Regions from separate parts of the Mus musculus genome. Here regions 1, 3 and 4 are each linked to region 2. Evidence: chromatin contacts called from public Hi-C data. All regions are on one chromosome and are shown on one strand. The core of a region is the stretch at or near the end of the contact, and the rest is flanking DNA. Distances in the headings are between cores, read along the strand shown. Region 1 has its middle 44 kb from the start of Tnfsf4. Region 2 has its middle 33 kb from the start of Gm31869. Region 3 has its middle 56 kb from the start of Prdx6. Region 4 has its middle 66 kb from the start of Tnfsf4.

What was found. Hi-C and Micro-C count contacts between places; a contact is called where the count stands out from the background.
Region 1: a contact with region 2 is called in a Hi-C map of bone marrow-derived macrophages, with 27 read pairs. The contact joins two enhancer-like sites. A contact is called at or near these places in 2 of 15 datasets of contacts at CTCF or cohesin (CD8 T cells and large pre-B cells), 1 of 484 Hi-C or Micro-C datasets (bone marrow-derived macrophages), 5 of 115 datasets of contacts at active chromatin or transcription factors (CD8 T cells, bone marrow-derived macrophages, embryonic fibroblasts and 1 more) and 1 of 9 other capture datasets (embryonic stem cells).
Region 3: a Hi-C map of the G1E-ER4 cell line shows a contact between it and region 2, with 4 times the contacts expected there. The contact joins two enhancer-like sites. A contact is called at or near these places in 3 of 15 datasets of contacts at CTCF or cohesin (CD8 T cells, large pre-B cells and pro-B cells), 30 of 484 Hi-C or Micro-C datasets (the AML12 cell line, B cells, the BV-2 cell line and 18 more) and 6 of 115 datasets of contacts at active chromatin or transcription factors (CD8 T cells, Th17 cells, bone marrow-derived dendritic cells and 2 more).
Region 4: a contact with region 2 is called in a Hi-C map of bone marrow-derived macrophages, with 22 read pairs. The contact joins two enhancer-like sites. A contact is called at or near these places in 1 of 15 datasets of contacts at CTCF or cohesin (CD8 T cells), 1 of 484 Hi-C or Micro-C datasets (bone marrow-derived macrophages), 5 of 115 datasets of contacts at active chromatin or transcription factors (CD8 T cells, embryonic stem cells and pancreatic cancer cells) and 1 of 9 other capture datasets (embryonic stem cells).

The regions. Positions count from the first base shown.
Region 1 is chr1:161,349,565-161,352,870 of GRCm38.p6, reverse strand. No RefSeq gene overlaps it. Among named protein-coding and RNA genes, the nearest start is that of Tnfsf4, 44 kb to the left of the region's middle. Within about 2 kb of position 1,705, at least 25 of the 459 cell types and tissues checked have an H3K27ac peak or open chromatin away from gene starts, as enhancers often do. A contact at or near this core is called in bone marrow-derived macrophages, where this site is marked.
Region 2 is chr1:161,733,209-161,736,300 of GRCm38.p6, reverse strand. No RefSeq gene overlaps it. Among named protein-coding and RNA genes, the nearest start is that of Gm31869, 33 kb to the left of the region's middle. Within about 2 kb of position 1,545, at least 158 of the 459 cell types and tissues checked have an H3K27ac peak or open chromatin away from gene starts, as enhancers often do. A contact at or near this core is called in the G1E-ER4 cell line and bone marrow-derived macrophages, where this site is marked.
Region 3 is chr1:161,305,618-161,308,713 of GRCm38.p6, reverse strand. No RefSeq gene overlaps it. Among named protein-coding and RNA genes, the nearest start is that of Prdx6, 56 kb to the right of the region's middle. Within about 2 kb of position 1,448, at least 10 of the 459 cell types and tissues checked have an H3K27ac peak or open chromatin away from gene starts, as enhancers often do. A contact at or near this core is called in the G1E-ER4 cell line, where this site is marked.
Region 4 is chr1:161,327,518-161,331,085 of GRCm38.p6, reverse strand. No RefSeq gene overlaps it. Among named protein-coding and RNA genes, the nearest start is that of Tnfsf4, 66 kb to the left of the region's middle. Within about 2 kb of position 1,710, at least 19 of the 459 cell types and tissues checked have an H3K27ac peak or open chromatin away from gene starts, as enhancers often do. A contact at or near this core is called in bone marrow-derived macrophages, where this site is marked.

The DNA.
Region 1 (3,306 bases), core at 456-2,955, 380 kb after region 2:
CACTCTGGGCTGAGCCAAACTTCTCAAATTAAAACACAGCTCTTCAGACACTGGCTGCCAGTGCAGGGGCCCTCTCCAAAGGCCAGCCTTACTCCAATTATCCACTCTCAGGGAGCCAGGTTTCTTTTTTGTGTATTTATTTCTTTGTTTTCATTGTTGTTTTGAGACAGAATTTCTTTGCATAACTCTAGCAGTCCTAGAACTAGCTCTGTAGTCCTTAAAATCACAGAGATCTGTCTGCTTGCTTCTGCCTCTAGAGTGCTGGAATTAAAGGTGCCACCATGACCCACCTAAGGGGGCAAGTTTCTTACCACCCTTACTGGTTTAATAATTTACTAAACTACTTCATGTCACTATATTAATTATTGCAGGCTTAAAAAACGATTAGAGAATCGCACAAGGCAAGCTCTGGGAGAGTTTGGTATTTGAAGCCTCTGCTGTCCTCTCCTCAACACTCTTGTCCTTATTTCCCCTATAGTGTGTGGCAGCATGCAGAGAAGTAGCAATTAGTGAAGCCCACCCATGTGCCATGCTCCAGAGTTTTATTATAATTTCATTTCATAGGCATCGCTGATAGGAATAGTATCCTGCCCACATGTTTGATCCCAACTTCCTCTATTGCTTTCCAGAAGTCAGGCCAATATCACCATGGTTCAAAGCCTCAATCTCTCTAATGATATGGTTGGCTTTTCTGAGTGACCAGATCCATATCCTGGGTCATTTCACTCGTGTTCACTACCAAATGTCCCACTGTGAGTCATTCCGTTATCACAAAGTCACTGTCTTTATCACTCAGGAAATTCCAAGACAGAAACATTGTACACAGAGAAGACAAGCTCTCATCGGATATGGTCAGTGGCTATTCCATCAAGGAAGAAATGCTACATCTTTCTTGATAGAAGAAGCCAAATAAAACAAACCTCAGAACAGCTCATTTGTCTCAGCTGCTGACAAGAGTGGCTATACAGCAACAGTCACGACTGGGTCAACCTTGGTGAGCAGAAGTCAGGTTGCTGAGTTCATGAGTAATCTCTACTCTGCTATGAGGACCACTTTGCTCATGAGATCAATGGGCAACAGCAAAGAGTTATTGTGGGAAAAGACTAACTAGTACCCAAAAGAATGACTTTTCCCATATACTTAATTGCTAAGTTCTCATCTGCTGAAGTAACCCTTTGGTGAACATTCATAGGAGACAAATATTTTCATGTCTTTCCACATTCATAAAAGCCTACTTGCACTCTTAACTTTGCAAGCATTTCATCCTATTCATTATACTTGCCTCCCTCCCAGTGACACTATCAGCTACAGCCCACCAAGTGGTCTGGACTCCCTTGTCTGGCTCAGATACTGTGTGTGTCCAAAACCAGAACAATGCTGAGAATGGGAGTAGGTAAAACAGAACAAGATTAGCATCAGAATCTTCGCCATATAGAACCTACAACTTTGAGGGCTACTTACACTGAGGTGCGTAGGTATTCTTTAAAGCAACAAGGCTAAATTAACCTGGAGATGCAGAATATGTTCTCCAAAATAAAGTAAGCAAGAAGCTGCACTGCTCAAACTTATGCCTACTGAGATTTCCTTTCACAGTTATCCTTCTGAGATACCCCTCAAATGGGTTGTAACACAAGCACAATCCACATGAAGGCAGTGTCTGTAAAACAGACCAAGCATTTTCTTACTCATCAGGGGGAATTCCCCTATGACACCACAGTAAAAGAGGAAGAGAAATATTGTAATACTAGAGGCCATGGACATTTGAGCTGCTTAATCCTGGTAGCCAACCTTTATGGTTTAGCAGGGCTAATAAGAGTTCATGATGGGAAACTCGGGTCCCATGGTCACTTGGTGATCTGCAGTTAACCACTAGTTTCTTCTGAGGCCTGATTTAAAGCCAAGACCTATCTTGAAGGCCATTGTCTGGAGATAGAGTTAGAGTCTTGCTCCAAAAGCCCCAGTATGTGGGATGTAATCTATCTGCAAGGACTTGAACAGGATTTGAACCTGTCACTGATGGAACAAGTCTCACTGGGTCTGCTACTCCATAAAAGCCACGTGACAAAACATCTACAGCTCCTAAATTTTTACAGTGCTTGGTTTTGTTTTGTGCTTCGTTCAAAACTGGCAGTTTTTAAAGAGTAAGGGTGATTAAAAGCATGGGAATAACCCAACCAAATGAGGATCACATAACATCAAAATCCAAAGGAGACCAATAGACACTCAGGGTATTTATTGGCTGGAGGAGATGCCACTTGCAAGAACATTCCTTCATCACGGAAGGGATATCTACTTTTTAGAGTACATAGGTTGCATCCTTATTTTTATTACATTAGTACTCAGAAGTCTGATGACCAGACATTGCTACCTGAGCCCAGATAAAAGTTACACTGAAAGCAATGTCAATCCCATAGGGAGAGAACAGAAGTAGTAGGATTGAAGGCTTCAGGTCAGTATCAGCTTGATATCTCTATGTTCCATGACTCAAGCATATAATGTCTTCAGATAGGGTCTTACCACAAAGTTCTAAAAGGTTACCAAGAGCATTGGCAACAGCCTGTACTATTGTAAGAGCTATAGGACCTCACTGACCAACAACTCTAAAAACCATAACCCATTTCATATCTATCAGAAAGGAAATATGAAAAGGTAAAACCCAAAAGTGTTTTAGATATAAAAAGCATTAGAAAAAAACACTTTAGGGGAAATTGAATGGAAATGTGCTTTTTAAGGATAAAAAGAAATGATGTAAAATTTCCAACCATAGAGCAAAGCTCGTATATTTTAAACAGTGAGTGATAGTAAAAGTAAACTTACTGAGTTTCTGACCCAACCATTAAACAAGAATAAGAACTGTAGCTTTAGTTTTAAATGTATATGTGTGTGTAATGTATATATACATATAATATGTGTACATTCTTCCACAGTAGTAGATTTCCATGCAACTTTTTTGAAAAGAATTTTGTGTTACTTTTCCCTCCCTTGATTATTTTCTTTACCTATTCCTCCTATCACATTTGACCCTTTGCTGAGACAAAATTATAAGAAGAATCCTTTTCCTTTACTCAGATACTATATGGGTTAAAAAAAATATGTCAAGATGTAGAGGTGGAGAGGGTGGAGGGGTCTGGATGGGTAGGGGTGGGAATGGCAACAGGAGGTATAAGGTAGGGGAAGGGTCAAAGGAAAGAGTTTTAGGAGAGACAAGTGGGATTGGGAAACATCTCTGAAATGAGCTAGAAACCTAGTGCAATGGAAACACCCAGGAATCTATGAGGGTGATCCTAGCTAAGACTCCTAGAAATG
Region 2 (3,092 bases), core at 296-2,795:
GGGTTGGGATTATAGTTGTCTACCACCAACCTGCCCTGGATTCACTTCTCAAAACCAACTCTAGACAGAATTACAGGGACAGAATGTGACTTCTGCTGCTCCGACCTCAGTGAGTTTGCTGTAGTTCTTCTAGAGGTCCAGACCTTTTCTTTTCTGATTTCCTCTGCGGTCTCTCTAGAGGTGCATGGGGAAGAGTTGGGCTCTCCTCTATCACCCGTCCTCCATCTGTAGTAACTACCTGGGCTAAGCAGACACAGGAGAGAGAAAAGAGGTGAGGGTTATCCTATAATCTTGCCACCAGGCTTCCTCTGGGGGTTCAGGGTGCTTATAGAGTGGTCTGGGATCTTCCATTTTGTCTTCCCCGTGTGCCAGCCTGAGGATGGCAGAAATTCAGGCTGCGGAAACTCTAGTTCTCAACCTGTGGGTCACGACCCCTTGGGGGGGGGTCACGGATACCCTACATATCAGGCATTTACATTACAATTCACAACAGTAGCAAAATTACATTTATGAAATAGCGACGAAATACACTCATGGCTGGGAGGTGGTCACCATAGTGTGAAGAACTGTGTAAAAGGGTCTCAGCATTAGGAAGATTGAGAACCACTGCTTGGTTGTAAGCCATCACCAGGTGGCAGCAGAAAACCGTGAAATCACAAGATTCGGATTTTGCCCCCTGAGTCGTGGACCGGAAGGGTTGAGGGAAGAGGGGTGGATAGTCAAGAGGAATCCGTTATCCTTCTTGTTAATGTCAATGATTCCTGCTACCTCACCAATGAAAGTGTCAGCCTGGGTTTGTTCTCCACACAACCATAGAATAAAATTATTAAAGCATCCTATTGGAATCCTGAAAGAACCCGATCCAGAGCAAAGTCCCACTCTTAATCTCGGCATACCAGCTAGCACAAACTAACTGAGTAACAGACATTTAGACCTGGGATGGATATTTGGGGAAGAAAATGACAAGAAAGAGGGAAGAGTCAATAAAACCAAAGCTGTGCTGCTTCCCGAAGGAGCCTTGGGCCATTGTCTCCTGTTTTCAGTAACAGAAGCCGGAGGCCCAGTCTACACTGGCTGCGGAAATCTGTTCTTGGCTCCCAGTCTCTTAGCAAAGCCCGTGAGTCCTCTGGAGGGCGAAGTGTGGAGAAGTCTGGATGAGGTTTTTTTTCGGCCCACTGACTCTTTTCCTTCCTGAGCAGCTGAAGAATTCTGATGTGGTTTTGTGGTTTTACAGTAAGCGTCCCGGCTCTTGTGGACACAGTGTGCTTTCAGTTTCTGAAAGTGAGTCAGATCGACTTTCCTCTTAGGAGTAAGAGTGACCCTTGCTCAAAAGGGCACTATGACTAGAAAGACGAAGCAGCTGAGGCCACCGGTGCCGGAGTGCTTGCGTTAGAGCAGTCGCTGGTTTCTGGGTCTTATGGGTAATTTTTTTTTTTTTTTTAAGGTGAACTGTTGAGATCTTTTTGCCCATCGTGAGTGACACTGTTGATGCGGTCTAGAAAAGGACTCAGAGTTTCATTTGATCAGCTAGTCATGACAAGGGCGTTTCCAAGTGGGTTAGTTGTTGTCATTATGCTTTTAAGTCTCTTGCCTATTAGAAAGCTCATGATACTGAGCCATTTGACCAGAACGGGTGACATCTTCGAGGCCCATTGAGTGTGAAGAGCCAGCCAGTAAACAGAAGGTTTCTTGGGGTCTAGCTTTCTTTCATGGTTCCCCTTCCAGTGATTTTTTTTTTTCATGAAAATACGTAGGTGGCACCTCCTCTGGCAGCTGCTATGCTTTCCTCAAGCATGTAAATGACACGTTGTGACGTATGTCGTCACCTTCATAGCCTCGATGAGCACTGTCAGTTCACTGTGGCATTTCTTCTTGTTGAGATTCTTCTCATTCTACGTTTCGGCCAGCGACTCCCACGGGTGACACAGGGATGCTGGGCACTCAAGAGGAAACCTATTTGCATGTCTGTTCTAGAATTTCAATTTAACATCGCTCCTTGGAGTCTGAGTCATGGCAGGACCACCTCGGGCAGACTGTGGTTCTTTCTTTAAGAGTTAAACCCACCTGATGCTGAGAAGGAGCAAGAGATCATACTCTCCATCAATCCAGCCCTGACGAATCTTTGCTGCCTATGCCTTGCAGAGTCTATGTTGGAAGGCAAGAGAGAAAGAGACAAAGAGCAGCCAGGTTGGGGGGTGGGGGAGAGGAGACAGTAATTAACCACTCAGCTATTCAAGACTTCTGCATTTTGTAAGGGTATAAAACTTGCTCCTACCTCACAAAGGAGAATTTCCCACTACTTTCAGGTACTTGGCCTGTCACTGGCAGTCCTTAGGAACTACACAGTAGCATATGCTGGAGCACACTAGGTTTAGCAGAGGGACATACGAAACCGCTGTGCCGTGCGAGATCCGGCAGGTGGTAGCTCCGTAAACCTCTTTCTATAAGGTGTCAAACTCACATTGTATAAGCACCCGGTGCGTGTTGTTTTAGGTGGGAGTCTTGGTGGGAGTCTTGATTACCAGGTGTGGCATGAAGTCTAGATTACAGGTATGGACTTGCTGGGGAGAGTCTAGAGTCACTGTGAGAAGTGACCAAATGGCTAGAAAATTCTAGAAAAATCTACTCACTGAAACTATGTCAAGCTGACGAGGAGCTGTTGGTAATGGGATGAAGCTCAAAAACCTTTCCTCAGAACAGTGCCTCATAGAGAGCAAAGTGCAGGGTTACAAAGGAGCCAGTTATATTGAAATACGGTTTTCAAAATATTCATGATTACACACACACACACACACACACACCCCATTAGCAATAACTGGTGGGTTGAATGTTGTGACTTCCGTGATGATGAGCATAAGTGGATCTTGATGAATATTATTTGCATTGCATTACTTGCAAGGATTACAAAAATATGGATGAGGGCTGGAGAGATAGCTCAGAGGTTAAGAAAACCTGAATTTGAGTCCTAGAAGACCACGTATAAATAAAGTCTTGGTTGTCGTAGCTCATGCTTGTAACTCCAGCTCTGGGGAGGTAGAGATAGGCAGACATCCGTGACTTGCTAGCTAGCCAGCTTAGCTTACATGGCAAGC
Region 3 (3,096 bases), core at 199-2,698, 430 kb after region 2:
ACAAGAAGCACAGGAGCAATATTAAAAGCTGTAAAGGGAGGCTATCGAGATGGCTCAGTAAGAGCATTGACTGCTCTTCCAAAGGTCCTGAGTTCAAATCCCATAATGAGATCTGATGCCCTCTTCTGGTATGTCAGATGACAGCTACAGTGTACTTATGTATAATAATAAATAAATCTTTGGGCTGGAGCGGGGGCTGACTGGAGCGAGCAGGGTTGACCTGAGCAAGCAGAGGTCCTAGAAATTCAATTCCCAACAACCACATGAAGGCTCACAACCATCCGTAGAGCTACAGTGCACTCACATACAGAAAATAAATAAATAAATCTCTTTTTAAAAAAAAAGCTGTAAAGGGGAAAAAATACCAATTCACCTACAACAACAAACAAATCATCAGACTTAGAAGACAAGAAAAGAGAGGAATAATGTATTTCAAACCTAGAAAGTAAATAACTACAAACAAGATTACTGTATCCAGAAAATCTTTTTAAGTTTTAATTTTTTAAATTTTTCATACAGTATGTTTTGATTATATTATGTCTCACAACTCCTCCCAAACTCCCTCCCTACCCACCCAACTTCATGATATATATCTCTCTCGGTGCTCTCTCTCTCTCTCTCTCTCTCTCTCTCTCTCTCTCTCTCTCTCTCTCTCTCTCTCTCAGAAAATAATAAAGCACATGCACAGAATCTATTTTGTGTTGGCTGACTACTACAAGATGTGAAGGCTGTCCAAAGGAAAACTGAACACTGATGGAGAAGTAAGAACATTTCAAACACGGACTAAGACATTTCATGACTCATGTCATGTCCAGCAGAAAGCATCTCACAGCAACTCCTATCCTACAGCTTTGGCAGTGTGTGTGTGTGTGTGTGTGTGTGTGTGTGTGTGTGTGTGTGTTAAGTGTCCCTTCAGGGCTAAGCACTCACAATCAATTCTTCTTAGCATTTTTTATTTTTTTACTACTTGTGATTCTCTAATCGACTTCTGCCCACTGCTAAAAGAAGTTTCTCTGACATGGGTAGAGTGCCACAGATCTATGGGTATCAATAAAATATTTAGAGAGCAGTTTACTGCAAGCACAAACCAAGGTAGTTCATGCCAGCACTACAGAAGAGGCTCAAAGGGATTCTGTTTTCAGAGAAGGAAGCAGCACAGTTTCATTCATAAGAGCTTAGGAAGCAGTGAAATCTGATGAGAGGAACAGATTAACAAACAAGAGCTGGAAAAGAGACTATCACATGGAACACAGTGAATGAGGAAAACACCAATACGTGGTAGAGGAGAGAAAAACAACAAATATGATCTAAGTAACCATAAAAACCACCAGCAAGATGACAGGAATCGGTAAGCCTTTCTCAATAATCCCTTTAAAAGTAAATGGCTCCAGCTTATCTATAAAGACACATGTCCTACATGACTGTCTGCCTTCAAAGGCAGAATCCAACTGTCTACTTGTTCCAGAAAACTCAGCTAACTAGAACAGACGCCCACAGAGTGTAGGTCAAAGGATAGAAGCTAGGTTATCAAGAAAACAGAAGCCCAAACCAAGCTGCTTTGTTAGTTATATAGTTATTCTGTTATTTGATGGAGTGGAATTCAAAACAAAGTTAGCTAGAAGAGATAAGGAGACATGTTGCATATTAATATAGGGAATGCTTATTAAGAAGATATAGCAATGGCAATTACATGTGCATTGACTGTTAGAGCTCCCATTCTCTTAACACGAAAACAAATGGGCACAGCAGCTCAGACAGGTCATGATACAACACAAGTGGGTGGCTTCAACTTCCTGCTATCGTCTTTAGGTCATCAAATTGAAAAAAAACCAACAAAGATCCTGCAGTTGAATTACACTGTAGGTTAAAAGGACTTAATGGATATCTAGTATTATTGTATTTGACAGATAGTATATATTCTCATATTCTCTATAAAGCCATTTCTAACATAAACCACATTCTAGAAAAGAATTTTTTTGTTGTTGATTCTTGTTCTTGTTTGTTTGTTTCTGGTTTTGTTTTTCAAGATAGGGTTTCTCTGAGTCATAGCCCTGGTTGTCCTGGGCTTGCTTTGTAAACCAGGCTGGCCTCAAACTCACAGAGATCTGCTCAAATTAAAGGTGTGCCCCACCATGCTTGGTTCAACAAAGAAATCTTAGCAGATACAAAAAAATAAAAATAATTTCTATTTTATCATTACATGGTGGAATGACACTGGAAACCAACAGAAAATAAACTACAGAAACTATCCAAATCACTTTTGAGTTATTAGTGTACCATTAAAGATACCAGGGAGTAAACTTTTCGACATTTGAAAGTGAAACTCAGCATTAGAAACCTGTATGTTTCTGGGGGAAACAATCTTATGAGCTGTGAAAACGCAAAACAATTTTGTGAAATCAGTGAAGTTATTTCTCCACTGGATTTTCTTCTCCAACATAACTAAGATGTCGGTACATAGACGGAGACATTTTCCTTCCACTCTCTGTTCCTCTCTATGCTTAGGCATTAGAATATTGATGTAACTTCTTGATGACAAAAGTATAGCTATCATAGCTTTTTCTTTTTTTTATTACTTGCATTTTTTTTTACATTCCAGTCACTATCTGTTCTCTTAATGGTATGTACTCACTAATAAGTAGATATTAACCAAAAAAATACAGAATATTCAGGATACAATCTACAAATCTCAAAAAGGTTAACAAACTGAAGGGCCAAAGTAAGGATGCCACTCAGTCCCACTGGGAGAGAGATGAAAGCAATCACAGGAGCAGGGAGAGAGGGAGGGACCTGGGTGGGAAAGGAGACAGGGAGGGGAAGAGGGGAACATGATCAGATATTGGGTTGGGGGAAAGGACTGAAGCCCTGAGGGCCAGCAGAAAGAATGGAAGCAGGCAACCTTTAGAGGTAGGAGGATAAGAGGCCCTTAGTTTTAAAAGATAGACTTCTGAGCAGTGGTGACCCATGCCTTTAATCCCAGTACTCAGGAGACAAGCAGAGGAGGGTAGATCTCTGAGATCAAGGCCAGGCTGGTCTACAGAGCAAGTTCTAGGACAGCCAGGGCTACAAAGAGAAAGCCTGCCTTCAAAAACTGAA
Region 4 (3,568 bases), core at 461-2,960, 410 kb after region 2:
TGTATGAACCCCTACCCCCTACCAACAGTCACTGTATGTACCCATACCAGGGCTGTGCCTATGTTTTCTTACAGTAGCTTCAATGCTTCAAGTTTCACACTGAAATCCAGAGCTGATTTTTGTGCAGAATGATAAATATGGATTTAATTAGATTGTTTTCCATGTGGACATTCAGTTTTCCCAGTCCATTTGAGGATGTTATCTGTATTCTGGTGTGTATCTTTGGCATCTTTGTCAAGACGTCAGATGACTGTAACCACATGTGCAAATATTTGGATCTTCAATTTGGCCTATTGATCTACAAGTTCATTCGGGGTCAGTACCGTGTTGGTTTGTCTGATTGTTGTGTTTTGTTTCTTTTTAACTATAGCTCTGTAAAACAGCTTGAAATCTGAAATGGGAATCTTTCCAGCACTGTTCTTTTCATTCAGCATTACCTTGGCTGTCTGGGTATTTTATGATTCCATATGAATTTTAGTATTTTTTTCTATTTCCATGATGAATGCCATGGGGATTTTTATTGAAATTGCATTGTATCTATAAATTAATTTTGGTAGGGTAGACATTTCAATCACATCAGTTGTTCCCATCCATGAGAATGGGAAGTCTTCTGTCTTGTGATGTCTCCCTTAGTCTTTCTTATGAGACTTAAATTTTTCATTGACAATTTTGTATTATAAGAGGATAAATCATGTGCTATTTATAAGAGAATTACTTATAACTGCCAAGAAACTATAAACTAGAGGTTGAACTAGGCTTACTGGTTTTTATTTTATTTTTATTTTTACTTTATTAGAACATAGAAATGCCATTTCTTTACCTACTAACTCTACAACAGCAAAATTAATTATGACAGAGATAATAGTCACTCTGTCACTTCATCAAAATAGGCTTGCTGACTCCTGACCTAAAATCAAAAGACATGGACAAGTTAAACTTTTCTACACCTACCCAAGTAGCCTTCAAAGACAGTAAAATGTGCAGAGAGAAAAACTAAAGACATGATTTTATAGAAGAGCATAGGCATATATTATCAAGCTCCATATTGCCAGGATTTTTCATTTTAAATTATTCTATATATTCAGTTGAATCATGATTTAAACTTTCAACAGAGGTGTGTTTGCCCTGGTATAGTAAACACTTCTTCTAATTCTCAAGTTATCTGAAAAGAAGACCGAGCTAGAGAGTGTTGATGAGCTGCAGAAACCTTCAGCTTAGAAGCAGTGTTGAATATTGAGAGGACAAACAAGTCAAGGCAAGAAAGAATTTGAAATAAAAGAGGTAATAAAGGAACATATTTAAATAGAAAGGACACAGAATATCAATAAAACCAAGTTTGTTTTATGGAAAGACTTCTAACAATGCACTCACTATTCAGTACTGTCGCTATATGTCATGTGTGATTTTTACATTGAAATACAGGCTAGTTAAAATCAAATGCAGTTAATATGGTTCCTCTTTCATAGTAACTACATTTCAAGTGTTCAGTAACTACATCTGGCTTGAGATTGCCTCACTGAACAGGGCAGGATAGAGTATTTCAACCATCATAGAACAATAGCACTCCCAAGTTCAGTAAGACTAATCACAAGAGAAGGTACATATGACTTCCCTATTCCCACATTTTACACAAGCAATCAGAATATGATAATTCTGCATTACACTGTGGTGATGATAAAAGGAAGTAAAAGCTGCTATGAGTAACAAGCCCACATTTGCATTACCCTGGGGAGCCTTTTAGAGGAAGGGATTGGGGGTAAGTGAACCACACAGAGCTGGGAAGCCAACATACTTAGAGAGAATTGTAACACCTTGGCGACAGGGAGTGACAGTTACAAGCTCATTCAACTATCCTACCCTGAATATCTGATTATGAGTTTTGATCTACCAGACCACTATGAAATTCCTGCTGTAGACAGCATTATGTTGTAAGTACTAGAGTCAGAGATAAAAGATGTCAGATGCGCATGTCTTCATCTTCAAGGAGCTCGCACTGGGTTACAGAGATAGAGTGTAACACACAGAGACACAGACTTGCATGTGCATGCACACATGCACATACACACAAACACTGAGTTTTACAGTGGTCCAAATCAACCTTAAAAGCCTCATGAACTACACACTAGTGCAGTAATTGTCATGTAAGTTATATAAAGTATGACAGATCTGTTAACTGGTAAGATATAGTACAGGAGAGAATCATTCTTGGCTATCATCAACTTTATCTGACCTGCGGGAGAAAACATTGCCTAACATGATTTCAGAGCAACAAGAAGAATGGTGTGGATGAATCAAAGTAGCAGAGAGTCAAATATTGAATGGCCCACTTACCTTCAGTACTGCATCTCAATGAGACACTGAATCCTGGGTAAATGGTGCTCCCCAAAGCTGGTCTTAATACTTCCCTTTCTTCCCAGAAGATTTGTGAGGGGATATTTCTACTTCTCAAAGCTTAGTTAGAGAATGGATATGTATTAACATTTCTATGTTCCAGGTTGTAAAGAAACAACAATGAGCAAGAGAAGTCTAGTCTTTGTGATATCTGTTAGAAGAAAACAACCCAGAAGATACAGGGTGGAGGGTTTAATATGATGCTAAAAAGCACAAGAAGGCTTCCCAGCCTGGTTTTGGAAGCTCAGATCATATCCATAAACAAAATGTTTCCATTATATTCACATACCATCTAGTAACATGCTATTCCTTGATTACTTTAAGAGATCTTAGGAGCAATAAGGAGTCAGTGGCCCAGCTACATAGAATAAAAATCATTGGTACAGAGGCTTAGTTTGTCAGGGATCAAGCACAGTCAGATTTCCTAACCACTGTGTGCCTTGTGATAACATTGATGTGCTGTTGACAAGGGTGTGGATGCTAAAATCACACAATCTACACATTTTGAAATAACAGAAAGCATGAATCAGACTTGAAATCCATCTGTTCTCCTGGTTTATTGGAATGACCTCAAACAAACATCTCAGAGATAGATGGAGGTCAAGTATGGGGTGGGGCAGAAAGTGTGGCTCCAAGGAGCAAGTACTAAAGTTAAGGGTAGACCTGTCTAGATATGTGTCCCATACAGGAAGGCTGCAAAGAAGATCATAAAATGTGGGCTTCTTTGCCAGAAGATTTTGAGACAGGTGGATAGATGGATGACAGAGTATACGTGAGTTTCAGACAGAAGAATAATTAATAAAGGACTATGGGTAAGCATAGAGCATAAACCCTCTCGGACAGGAGAAATTTAATCTCAGTGGAAGCCAACTGCCAAATGTCTCCAACTCAGAGGAAGTCATCCCATTACACTGCCCTGGGGCTGACATGAGATTTTCTTCAGTTTTCTAATCAAAACAAAGGTTATAGCATCAAAGTTGAAGAGGCTGAGCACTCCAAGGAAACCTTTCTGATGTAGCACATAGGGTCTGGGGAAATCCACACCAGCTCTACACTGGCCTAAAGCATACTAACTTCTACTCAGAACAGGGACAGAGAGCACTGACACAGCCCAGGATTAAAGATGAGCTGGAAGCAACCACAACCACAACAAAAAGAGAGAGCAAACAAGGAGATA